2 separate regions of the Bos taurus genome follow, and region 2 is linked to region 1. Evidence: chromatin contacts called from public Hi-C data. All regions are on one chromosome and are shown on one strand. Each heading gives the region's core, a stretch centred on a gene start, on an enhancer-like site or on the middle of the called end of the contact. The rest is flanking DNA. Distances are from core to core; before and after follow the strand shown.

Region 1 (6,627 bases), core at 2,184-4,683:
CAAAAGACTCCTGAGAATTTAGGAATCTCGGCTCTGGTGGGCTGGTGAATCTCCCTCCAGCATAGCCCTGCCTGTCCTCTGTCAACTGAGGTTCCCGTGGTGGGGCACCCCCACCATGAGAAGGAAGGAGGTAAGGTGCCAGGCAGCCCGAAAGAAAATGGCAGGTATCCATAGGCCAGAGCAATCCAGGGTACTAACCCATCCATAGGTCAATGTGCTGTGTGCTCTATGGTCAAGAGCAACTTTTAGGGTAATACCCAAAGGAAGGTGAATGATGGAACTTACAAAGATGGCGGGGGAAGATGTTTAGAGGCAGAGACGGGTTGTGGAAGAGATGTCTAGATCTGTTCCCTTCGGGTCTCACAGAGTGCCCCTGCTGTGCTTGTAATGACAGCTCTCCAAGAACTAAGAGAGAATGAGAGTGAAGCCTCTCAGTCATGTCCGACTCTTTGCAACCCCATGGACTGTAGCCTACCAGTCTCCTCCATCCATGGAATTTTCCAAGCAAGAGTACTGGAGTGGGTTGCCATTTCCTTCTCCAGGGGATTGTCCCGACCTGGCGATTGAACCTGGGTCTCCCATATTGCAGGCAGACACTTTACCATCTGAGCCACCAGGGAAGTTCAAGAACCAAGACCCAGCCCCAAATTATCCAGTAAGCAGTCATGAAGCAGTGAAACCTTCTCCTGGAGGGGTTTACCCCTTTACCAAGCCTCACGTCCAAGGGCAAGAATAATTACCAAGACTGCTATGGTGGACAGAGAGCATCCTGTGTGTGCCAGGCACTGTGCTGAACTTAGTCCTTTGTCTAGGTAGTTTTTCCAAGGATAGATCATTAATTAAACAATCCTACCAGAGTTTGATTTCTTGTGCTCAAGATTTCCTGAGCAGTCAATCCACTGGGTCCCCTTTATGGCAAGGGACTCATGTCAAGCACACCACGTGGTCTCTTGGAAGCCCGTCTCTCTTGATGAAAGGAAGGAAGAAGCAGCTCCACTTCCCCCTTCTTGGGTGGGGGTGTGGGTACTGTCAGCTCAGTCTTCTCCAAAGAGACCCTCTTTACAGGTCTCTAATATCCAATAGCTCAGTCCTAGACTCAAGTGGCTTCCAGTTTTGAGAGTCATGTGTCTGGTTTTGTGCTCATTTATGAGGAATACAGCCTCCATGGACCTCTGGGCCTCAGCTGGAAGTTACAACAATGTAGCAGCCTGCAAGAACTTACCAAGGGCTTCCAGGTGGATCAGCCAGTAAAGAATCTGTGCCTCCAGTCCCTAGATCAGGAAGATCCCCTGGTGGAGGGCGTGGCAACTGAGTGATAATTATAGGAGATGTGGGCTGCTGATAATTTGCTAAATTGTACACTTAGAGTTTCAGCATCTTTCTCTATGTGAATTTATAAAAATACAGACCAAAAACATTTGAAAATTTATGTATTCATTACCACATGAGAGTTGGAAGGCATGGGTAGGAAGGGGAATGGATTAACTCTTGGATAAATAGTGCAATATATGTGTTTGAATCAGGCTTCCCTGGTGGATCAGATGGTAAAGAATCCCGCCTGCAATGCAGGAGACCTGGGTTCAATCCCTGGGTCAGGAAGATCCCCTGGAGAAGGGAATGGCAACCGTCTCCAGCATTCTTGCCTGGAGAATCCCATGAACAGAGGAGCCTGGCTGCAGTCCATGGGGGTCACAAAGAGTTGGGCAGGAGTGAGTGGCTAACACAGTTTCAATCATGATCTGGGATCTTAAAGGATTAGCAAGTTCCTGCGTGGTGGTGGGGGTGGGTGGGGACTGATGTGAGCCTGGGAGTGAACCCAAGGGCAGGGAAGGGACAGTGACCTCGGCTGGTGGAGGTAAGATGAAATGGAGCCAGCCTGTCTCACAGCCTGGCCACGTTTAGTCAGTGTCCACACTGCCTCCTCTGAGGTCTTTCTGCCAGGGTGGTAACAGCTATTGAAGAGGCCCCCCCATGAGGCTATGCTTCTCTGCTCTCCACCTCTGCTGCTGTGTCTCACAAGCTCCTGGAGGGGAAGCTCAGTCATCAGCCATTAGCCATGACCTGTGCTCTTCTTCCAGTCGCCTGTCCACTCTTGAAATCTAGTCTGCATCAGTCAGTTCGGGACAGGTCCCGCCTGGGTAACAAACAGTCCCCAAACCTCAGGGGCACAAAAGAAAAAGGATTTATCTCCCAATCGTGCTCATCTGCACTGTTGGCGTCTGGGGGCTCTGCCCCACATCAGTCAGCCTCACTCCAGGACACAGGTCAGCAGAGGAGCTGCAGCTGATGCTGCCAGCTGCATGACTGAGGCGAAGAGCTTGGCTCGAGGTTTGCTGGCTCTTAAAGCTCCTGCCTAGAAGTGACACGCTTCATCTTCACTCATGTTTTATCAGCAAAAACAAGTTACATAGCTAACCCCGTGTCACAAGGCAAGTCATGGGGCCAACTCCAATCCTATCATCACCTCAGAAGGAATGAAGAGCACTATGCGCCAGCCCAGAGCCTCCTGCAAGTCCTGTCAAGCGCCATCCGGGCCAGCAGAGATGGGGCAGAGCCCAGAAATGGAGTGAATGTTTAGGGTCAAAAAAGAACCAAGGAGAAAGTCATGCCTGCAGGAGGTGATGATGGGGTCCTGCGGGTCGCTGAGAGGAGGGGTCTGAGAGCCGTGGCTTGGGCAAGTGGGTGGGGATGAAAGAACGCGTTATGAATCCAGGCGGGATAAGAGATGAATGAGGACATTCTCATTATCACACTCTTGGCGCTTTTCTGGATTTCCAACAATGGGGCTTTCATTGTTGGTTTAGTGGATTCAGCTTGGAACCTCGAGGCAGGACTTCTGTTTGCGGAGAGCTTGGTAAACCTCTTGGGCTCAGAGAGGAAACAGTGGCTTTTCTGCAGGACTCCATGCACCACCCTCTCCAGCCCTTCCAGACATGCCGGAGCCCTCGGGGGTGTCCACCTCCTTTTCCCTTAGGAACAAGTCCTAATGCGTCCTTGAGGTACTTGTATGGGTCCCTTTATTTAAAAAATAGTATGAAACTTCCAAATACCCAAAAGTAGAGAGACTAGCACAGGGAACCCCCTACACACATTCTGTGAGTGTAATTGCAGTTATTGTAACAGGATCACCATGCTAAACCCCAGGGAAGCCTGGGCTCATCCAGTCTGCACAGTAGGCTGCGTTATTTGTTCCATTTTACAGATGAGGAAGTGGAGACTCAGAGACTTGGTCCAGGACACCAGCTGGTGAGGACAGAGCTGATGCCCCGCCCTTTGTGGCAGGGCGATGGGAACCTCAGGGGTGATGGGGGCTTGAGTGGAGGCCATGGTGGGGAAGGAGGCATATCGTTCTTAGCCCAGGGCAGGGCGCTATGTGAGCTTGGCTCCCCTGCCAGCCTGCTTTGTTCTGGGCTGCTCAGTTATCAGGGGCTGGAAGAGGAGGCAAAATATGAAAGATCAAAAGGGCCCTTATTCCCCGAGAAGGCATCACCATGAACTGGAGTAGTGTGGGCCCTTGGACAACCATTCAGCCATCTACTCTTTTGTTCATTCACCCAGGAACTGTTTACTGAGCGCTCCCTCTGTGCCAGGGAACACAAAGATGAGGGAGTCAGCCTGGAATCATGCCTCCCAGAGGAGAATCCTCCCTATCTAGCTGGTTAACTGATCTCAAATGATGTCATTGGAGCCTCAGTTTCCTCACCTGTGAAATGGGGCATGTTAACAGTTCCTATAGAGGGAAACCGCATGAAGATTAATGAGTTCATGCACATGGATGACTGGGACCTGTTAGCATCTTCCTTGCCCATGGACGGGGTAACTTTGAAAATATTGAATAACCCAGAAGGCACAGGTACCAACCAATCAGAGGGGACATCTGACCGATCAGAGCTGGGTTGGCCACTGGACTATTGTGTTTTCATTAGTCAATGTTTGGGGAGCCCCAGTGGCTGGTTGCCATGATCTAACGAGTGACGATTGCCCAGAGTTGGCTGGCCTCTTGACCCCTGCTGGCTGAGGCCCACCTCTGTACTCTTGGTCACCAGGGGCTTAGAAGCACATGTGGATGGACCCCATGCCTAACTACCACACCCCTCCCCCCAATGCCCCCACTCTTGTAAATGTAGGGCCAAGAATATTTGGAGAGTAACAAAAGAATATAGAATAACCAGATCCTCATCTTGTGCCCAATGCCTGTGTCTTTTGCTTCTGTGGGTGCCTAGAGGAGATGGGAGAACACCTTGCTCCTTTCTTCTTGGGGTCATGAGCCCTTGTCTTGCCTTCAGATTCCCACCGGAGAAAGAGTCAGTCCCAGTGTACCTGCTGGAAAGGTGGACGTGTAACCAAGAGTTTCCCCTGGCTGCTGTTAGGAACCCACCTGCAATAAATTAATTTGTTCTGCACTAGTTACAGACATATTATAAAGCTTCATTTCTTAAAGAGGCAGCAAAAGTCTTTTAATATTAATGAAGATGACTCTGGAAAAAAAAAAAAGTCTCTAGAAAGGTTTTTTTCTTCCAGAACGTTAGGCTATCCACATTTCCTTACCCGGTGAAGACCCTCTGTTCTCCTACTTGGTTAAAAACAAATTTGTTCCCATGTTTGTGAGGTTATGTGTTTAGATCACATGCAAGAAACCAGACAAAGGCTGGAATTGGAATTGAGATTGGACTGGGGAGCAAAAAAATCTGCCAGCTCTGTTTGGAGAAACCCACATGGAAAGATAAATTGCAGTGAGAAACTCTGACAGTCATGTGAAGTATTAATGCATCATCGTGAAGTATTTTAAAGCACATTTCTCAAAAGCATTTCTCCCATTCTGCTACCAGAAAATGGAGACATTCACGTAGGGGGATCGGGGTCGTATGGAGTGGTGCGGGGTGGAGGGTGGGGTAAGCCATCTCTCCCCCTAAGAAGCTCACCGGCTTTTAGAAATGCTAATGAAGTATGTGACACATGACTCTCTGAAGATGCTTTTATTACACCTACGGTACAGATAAGAGACTGAATCATCAAAAAAAATTTCAGTGATCTGCCTGGTGTCAGCTGAGAAGTCACTGGTAACAGCTTGAAGGATCCCACTGCTTTACTGATGTGAAATTATGGTCACCCCAGGCCAAGGGTAACAGGCAAGAAGGGGAGAAGGTAGCTTCCTAATCTCCAACCTTTCTCCATCATCGGCAGGGCAGGGAAGCAGTGGGAAGGCCTCCACCCCTGCGCCCGAACCCAAGCCCACCTGCTGTTGGCTGCCTACCAGTGGGAGGGACGGGGACACATTCCCAATTCCCATCCACATTCCCGTCCCACGCGGATGGCAGGCAGCATAGCTCCCGGGCTGCAGTGGGGACTGCTTCCTCCAAGTGGCCTCAGATGCCTACGCCTCCCAAGTATTGGCCCTGAGAGGCTTGTGGAGCTGGTGGGGACACCGGGCTGATTTGCACTGTCCCCCTTTCCAGTTCAGACCCCTTGTTGAGGCCAGGAGCCCGGACGAGCCGCTTTCCCTAAAGACTGCCAAGTGTTTACAGCCACATCACTCATATTGAACTCAGACGAAGACAGAGACCACAGTCTGGGTGACCTGGACACGGCGGTGGACCTGAAGATATTGCCATTTCAAAAATGGGAGTGATTTCATGTTTTCAGGAGGTGGAGGCCTAAGTGGATCTTTGGGAAGGTGTTACTTAGGTTCTGGAAAAGCCATTTAAACAAGCACTCAAACATTTAGGGATACAAATATCTGAGCATCTGCCCCGTGGAAGAGCAGGGTCTTGAGAACAGGAGATGCAAACCACAGATGCAACCCATCGTATGATGGATGGGTTGGCCTTGCCCAGTGTTTTACATGAGTTCACATTTTAAAAGCTGAATCTCCTATTAAAAAAACGGAAAAGCTAACGTCACTGCCCCTTCATTCTTGTGGGGTCCCAGCCACCTCTTTGAATGGGGGATGCCCTCTTCCATGCTCCTCTGCCCCCATGGCACCCACATTACCCACGGCCCCGCACAGAGGGCTTCCCTTGTGGCTCAGCTGGTAAAGAATCTGCCTGCAATGTGTGAGACCTAGGTTCAATCCCTGGGTTGGGAAGATCCCCTGGAGAAGGGAAAGGCTACCCACTCCAGTATTCTGGCCTGCAGAATTCCATGGACTGTATAATCGGTGAGGTTGCAAAGAGTCGGACATGACTGAGCAACCTTCACTTTCCCTTTCACCCAGCACAGAAACTGAGCATCAACTATCACTTACCACTTCATTTGCATCACTGCTTTTATTACAGCTGTGTGCTGTGCTTAGTCGCTCAGTCGTGTCCGACTCTTTGCGACCCCATGGACTGTAGCCCACCAGGCTCCACTGTCCATGGGATTCTCCAGGCAAGAATACTGGAGTGGGTTGCCATTCCCTCCTCCAGGGGATCTTCCCAACCCAGGGATCGAACCTGGGTCTCCCACACTGCAGGCAGATTCTTTACAGTCTGAGCCACCAGGGAAGCCCAAGATTACTGGAGTGGGTAGCCTTTCCTACTCTAGGGGAACTTCCTGACCTGGAAATCGAACCGTGGTCTCCTGCACTGCAAGCGGATTCTTTACCAGCTGAGCTACCTTTTCTCAGTACCTGGGCCTCTATCAGAC
Region 2 (6,627 bases), core at 2,055-4,554, 340 kb before region 1:
GGACACCATGGCCATCCCACATCAGGGGCCCGCCTGCTTCTGCAATCTAACCAGCTGCATGGCACTTGAAGGAGCTGGGGGCCCCTCAAGTGCAATCATGTTTTCCCCCTCTGTTCAGAACTTCCCATTTATTTTTAACACATACTTGACAATGGTTCAGTAAGGACCCACTGGGCCCCTGGTATGTATTGGACCACTCTGTCTTCAAGCAAGGGGCTCAGATTTTTCTGTTTGGCCCAATTCCTTCAGATGAGGGCTTCTAGCCTGACTTATAAGTGATTTCATAAAAATCACTATTGACAAAGCAACAGATTTTAAATTTATACACATGAAGAGCTAACTTTTTTTTTGTTTAATAAATATTTATCAAGGGCTGGCTAAGTAGAACACAGAAAGGTATAAAAAGAGCAATGGGCACCTGTTCTTATGGAGAAAAGGGAGCAACATCAATGGCTCCACTTCCTACTCTCTCAGAGGTCCTTGTTCATCTCCATCTATGGCTGACAAAAACCGCTTACCATAACTCACACTTCCCAAGAGCCAACTTGGTGCCAAGCACAGTTAATCCTCATGGCTCCCCCAAGGGACAGGTGTCGTCACCTCTCTTTACAGAGGAGGGAAGACGGGCTCAGAGGGTCGGTCATGTGGCCACGGTGCCAGTGTGTCTGGCTCCGGAGCCCGGGGTGCCATTGAATGACATTATATGACTCGGGCTGGGGGATGCTGTGAAAGTAAAAGATGCCCCCGAGGCCCTGGAGGACGCAACCCAGGCCAGGGTGGGGGTCCCCCGGGTGCTGAGGATGAGGCTCATAGGGGCAGAGGGTGAGGGGCCAGAGCCGCGGGGAGGGCTGTGGGGAGGGGCGGGCTGGAGCTAGCTCTGGAAGCTGGACTGGGTGGGCCTGGGGGGCACCCAGAACTGGGGAGGCTGGTCAGGAGTGGCCTCGGGAGCCACACCCAGCCAGGGGCGCTGAGGGGTCTGGAGGCCGGTGCGGGGAGGGCTACAGCCAGATCAGCACGAGCTCCCGGCCCAATCACGCGGGAAAGCCCTGGGGAACCTGACCCTGGGGTGAGATTAAAGGTGATTCCAAACCGGTCTCCAGCCACCAAGGTCGGCAGAGCCGCCGGGGCTCTCCTGCTCCGCCCGCTCTATCTGAACAAGAGAAGCCGCTTGGCTCCCGGACCCGCCTGCCCTGGCGTCCTCATGCAGGGAAACAGGCTTTGGTTATTCAGACGTGACTTACTGGCACGGAGAGGCTGTTGGCGTGGAAAAACGAACAGGCTGACCTGGCCAGGGAAGAGCAGGTGACAGAGAAAGCCAACAAAAGATGAGCTCAGCGTGCCACTCCGAACCAGGAGGAGGCCCTCGGGAAGGGGCCGAGAGAAGGAGGGTTGAGCAGAGGCCAGTAGGGCACCTCCAGGGGCCCTGGAGGGAGCCAGGCGCCCTTCCTGGGGAGCTTCCCTAGGCCTCACAAGCCTGCACAGGGCGTCACGCTTTCCATCTCACCCCGGGGGGACACCGAGGCTCACAGGGGTCAAAGGAATGGCCCCCCGCGAGCTCAGGAGGGCCAAAGCTGGGGCTCAGAGAATGACAGTACCCTGCCTGAGGCTGCAGTGCCTCTCTGCCTGCCTTCGCCCTCTCTGAAACTTCACGCGGGGGGCGACAATGCCACCCAGAACCGCAGGGCCCCCAAGGCTGGGCGGAACTCTGCCCTGGCCCCTCTCCCAACCCATGGCGCCGAGACCCCTCCTCTCAGGAAAATTATCCTAGTTGTGGAGTGCAAAGGGACAGCGAAAGCAGGGGGAGAGAGACAGGCAAAGAAATCCAAATCGGATAGGACGGCTAAGTTGAAATGGGACATATCTCCTAGGGTTTAAGTGGCCTGGAAGCTGCTCTTGCAAATGACGACCACCACGTACCATTCCTTATATTTATATTTGCAGTGTATCCTTCCCTCCTTTCATTCCCGGTAAGCACCTCACACGCCCCACTGCTGACAAAGCACACAGGCTGCAGGGCTGACATGTCCTGCCCCACGGCTACAGCTCCGCTGCGTTTCTGCAGTTACCATAAACCAAGAAGCAGAAGCCTTCTCTTTTTATGACTGTGATTCAGGCCCGAAGGAGGCCTAACCTCCACTCAGCAAACCAGAACCTCAAAATCATTTATTTTTTGTTGACGGGGCTTCTCACAAAATATCCCCAAACAAGCTCTCTTTATAGAGCACTTTCCTTTCTTTTGAAAAGAATCGCTAAACAAGACTGGATGTCATCTGGAACAGCCGCTCCTAAAAAGGGGGGGCATTTTGGAACCAAATGCCACATGCTCATGCTGGATTTTGCCATTCTGCCTGCGTTTCCTGCTCGGAGCCTCTGTAGCATAACAGAGAAGCTTCAGACAGTGATGCTGCTCCCGGCCGCGCAAACTCCAGTCCGCATCTTCCAGGCAGCCCTGTCACAAATAATTCCTGTCCACTACGCCCCTATCTCACTGAATACAACCACATTGTGCAGCTGGAAATGGGAAACCTGATTCAGACCACAGAGGAAGGTACAAAAACATTGAGCTCAACACAATGCTGTCTTTCTTGCGTGTGCTGCTGGTGATGGTAGAGCATCAGATCTCAAACCTACTAGTGGGTGAAACATTCAAGACCCGTTTTGGAAGGAAACGCATTATTAAAATAGCATTCAAGCATCCCCAAACAGTCAAACCCACCCAGTCCTTCCCGAGCTGCGCCAGTTTCGTGTGCAGTGTTCCTAACCAAAATCCGTCTAGCCCAAGCACGCAATTTAAAAAGGAAGCACGATCTCCGCAGAAAATGGTGCATGTTGACAAAGCGTGACTTGTCCCACATGGGCAGGAATCAAATGAAAACCAGCCTGATGGCAACCCAGCCTCCTTTAGTCTGCAAGATTAGCCGGAGGGAAAAGAAAGAGGCCGGCATGAGGGCAGGGGGGGCGCGGGCAATGGAGGACGGGGGCCAGAAGGCTGTCCGTGCCCTGTGAGATTCTGGTAAACAGCAGCCTGTAATGGCCACTGTGAGAAGGAAAACAGACATGGAGGGAAACGTGTTTACAACTGCGGCGGTGGGCGGGAGGCCGAGCGGAGGGAGGGAGGGAGGGATTCCCCGGCTCCGCGCGCCGCTCGCTCGGCTTCGCAGAGGCCCCAGGGCTGGGTTACGCTTCGGTGCCCGCACTCCCGTTTTATGGCGGGGGGTGGCGGGGGGCGCACATCTTGTTTATGGGGAAGGTTACTCCTCCTCCGCTCTGCTGATCGCTGCCCCAATACTCCCGCCGCATCCTTGCGGGATGCGCGCTTGACTGACGGCCGTGCCGGCCAGTCGCCGCCCGGGCCCCTGGTTCGGTGGACTTTCCCAGCGAGCCGATTGGGCGGCGGGGAGGGCGGGTCCTCGTGATTGGCGTGCCACTCGGAGTAGAAAGTAGTAAACAACCTCGGTGCGCCGCGGCGGGGAGGGCGCGGGATGCCCGCTGCCCTGGTCCTCGCCCCGAGCCCGGGCGGCCCCGAGACAAAAGGAACCAGCGGCGGCAAGACGGCCGAGGGCCCCCCAGAAAAGCAGACATGAGTGGGCGCCCTTTAGATCCCCTGGGCGAGAACTGCTGACTTGCAGCTTCCCATCATTTTTGTTCCGTGGAAAAACCAAAAAGGTTTTGTTTCTACAATTCTCGCTCTCCTTTTTCTTCGTACAACTTAAAAACTCCCAAAAGGGAACGGGCGAGGGCCGATTCACTTGACTCTCCCTCTCCCCGCTCCCTCCACAGTGTATACTTTTGTCTCTGCAGAAGTGATTTTAAACCCTGGTACTAAAAATTGTTTGCTTACATAATGTGCCCTTCACAGAGGTGAATTAGACGCCTTGTTAGACCTTTTCATCACAAGTTTTTGGAGCTGTGATCTCACTCAGGGCTGACCCTGTTTGGAAACATACATATAAAAAGAAACTGAGATGATGTTGTATTAAGCTCCTTTGACAAGAAATAAACAGTTAACTTGCATTTTCCATAGAGGGGGTAGTTCACCCAGGATATTGCACGCATGCCAAGGTAACTCCTGATCTAGTTTGACTTGAATCACAATCCACTCCTCCTCCTGGCCTCACCATCCTTCTGGGACCTCAGCAAGAAAATTGGCAGCTTCCACCATGGAGGAGCTGCTCCCCCAAGCCCGGCAGCTCCTGGGGCTGCTTCCAGGAGGGGCACAATCAACAGAGAGGTCTCCAGACACTACCTTCCTGGGAGAGTCCACAGAGAGGCCTCCGGCGCTGATGGAGAAGGGAAGGGGGGTGGGGCTGGACACAGGCGGGATCTCCAAGGACACCTGGTTGCCTGCTGACTCTACACTCTCATGGTTAGCCATGTTGCCACCCGTGGCCAGACAGCCAGATTGCTGGAGAGCTTTAAAAATAAAGATACAAAGGGCTCCTTGCAGGATGCAACTTAAGAGTGAACCTGGGGGTCCTCTGTATCACCCCACCCCCCACCCCCCAGCTCCACGGACTGCCAGCCTCTGTTGTCCGCCTGCTCCAATAGCGCCTCGCCCCCACTGCCTGCGGCGTGGAGTTAGTGCCCTTGTCCCTTCCACCCTAGACCCAGCCCCCAGGTCTGCAGCCTCCTTCCTTCCAGCCAACCTCCCTTGGGGCACTCGGTTCCGGTCGCAGGCTCCAGTGCCCGCCGTACACACCCTTCACGCCCTTCACTCAGTCTGCTCCTTCTGCCTTCTGCGCTATCCCCTGCCAGCCCGGGAGAGGCCGCTGTTCTCCACCACTTCCCGCCCCTGCAGCCCGCGCCTCTCGGTACCCCTGATGGCCAGGCCAATACTGCGTGCAGACTCGGATCGCAGCTCTGGCCGCCTCGGGAGACACTGAACTTCCCGAGGGCAAAAGTGGTGTCGGCTTCTGATGTGTCAACGGAGATGTAGGCATGCGGTAAGCATGCTCTGGACTTGCGCACCTCTGCAGGCGGTCCTCAGCCTCTCCCCGCCCCCAGCTCACTCAGAGGGTGCTCTCCGAGCTGGCTTCTGGCTGACACGTACCCCCATCCCCCCGACCCCCAGGTGGAGGCCCTGGCAATTCTGCCCCTCTGTGGTTCCCTGCATACACGCAGCTGTTCCTGCCGTCTCCTCTGCCACTCAGGCCCCTTTCTGCCCTCCCGAGAAGAGGAAAATTCTTCTTCAGCCTAAAAAATGCTCCCTACCTTGAGCAGACCTTTCACCAGCTCCTGCCACCCCTTCCCCCAGAGCATCTCTGCCTGGCCGGGACACAATGACAGTCCGACAGCTGGCGTGGTGTACGCAAGAACCAAGAACTGAAAGGCAAATCCACAAAGTGCTTTCCTCCCCCACCAGGTGTCCACAGACCGGTCCATTCTGGTCTCCAGACCCGACAGTGCACCCACTTTCAAGCTGGCTCCGCCACAGGGTCCTTCCCCAGTGCCTCTCCCTTAAGACCCCGCCTCTGTCTGACTGTGGGCGGGCTCCTCCTCCCCTTTCAGCTCTCTTGCTCAAATGTCACTTCTACGCCCACCACGCCCACCTCCGGGCCACTATTACACAGATCTGTTTCATTTTCATCATGAGATTTAACTACCATCCTTCCTATCTGATTACCCACTTGCTGTCTTTATAGTCTGTCTTCTTTTTCATCTGCTGGATATACAACCACATCTCCAGCGTACCTCGATCCAAAGCAACTCTGGGCGCCATAAGGGACAGTATAGGAGGCTCCACTCAGCAGCACATTCAGGCAAAGGGAAGGTGAGGTTTCTGGGAGGGTTTGCCTCAGAACCCTCAGTCTGACACTCACAGAACCATACGAGGTGGAGACAGGACTAAGCTCTGTGGCCCCACTTAACCCAAGGAGTCCCAGTCGTCCTGAGAATCCCAGGTTCTACAGCTGGAACCAGGGGTACCTCTTTGCTCCCTGTGTAACATGTTACATGTATCATCCATTATATAACTTTCCCAAACAAATACAGATTAATGGTGGGACAGGGTAAACTATTATTGACAAACTTAGCACTTTCCACAATAAAAAATTTTAAAAAATTTGGCATAGATAATAACTTTGTAGCTCAGAAATGAAAATATATATATATATATATATTAGTATGTCAGATACAACACAGAATCTGCCTTCCCATACTTTGCTTACAGTATTTGACAAATATGAATGTTTTTATTTTTGCCTTTCACACAAGAGATTGAGAAAAGGCAGAGGAACCAGAGATCAAATTGCCAACATCCACTGGATCATAGAAAATCAAAAGAATTCCAGAAAAATATCTAGTACTGCTTCATTGACTATGCTAAAGCTTTTGACTGTGTAGATTACAACAAACTGGAAAATTCTTCAAGAGATGAGAATACCCTTACCTGACTCCTGAGAAACCTGTATGCTGGTCAAGAAGCAACAGTTAGAACCAGACATGGAGCAACAGACTGGTTCAAAATTGGGAAAGGAGTGCGTCGAGGATGTATATTGTCGCCCTGCTTATTTAACTTGTATGCAGAGTAAATCATATGAAATGCTGAGCTGGATGAAGCACAAGCTGGAATCAATACTGCTGGGAGAAATATCAATAACCTTAGATACGCAGATGATACCACCCTTA

Evidence for each region. A called contact is a pair of places that touch in the nucleus more often than the background predicts.
Region 2: a contact with region 1 is called in a Hi-C map of an unstated tissue, with 2.4 times the contacts expected there. The contact joins two enhancer-like sites. A contact is called at or near these places in 2 of 11 Hi-C or Micro-C datasets (skeletal muscle and an unstated tissue).

The regions. Positions count from the first base shown.
Region 1 is chr21:7,640,612-7,647,238 of ARS-UCD2.0, reverse strand. No RefSeq gene overlaps it. Among named protein-coding and RNA genes, the nearest start is that of SYNM, 37 kb to the right of the region's middle. Within about 2 kb of position 3,433, at least 12 of the 102 cell types and tissues checked have an H3K27ac peak or open chromatin away from gene starts, as enhancers often do.
Region 2 is chr21:7,981,293-7,987,919 of ARS-UCD2.0, reverse strand. All of the region lies in intron 2 of IGF1R (insulin like growth factor 1 receptor), which reads right to left. Among named protein-coding and RNA genes, the nearest start is that of PGPEP1L, 180 kb to the left of the region's middle. Within about 2 kb of position 3,304, at least 89 of the 102 cell types and tissues checked have an H3K27ac peak or open chromatin away from gene starts, as enhancers often do.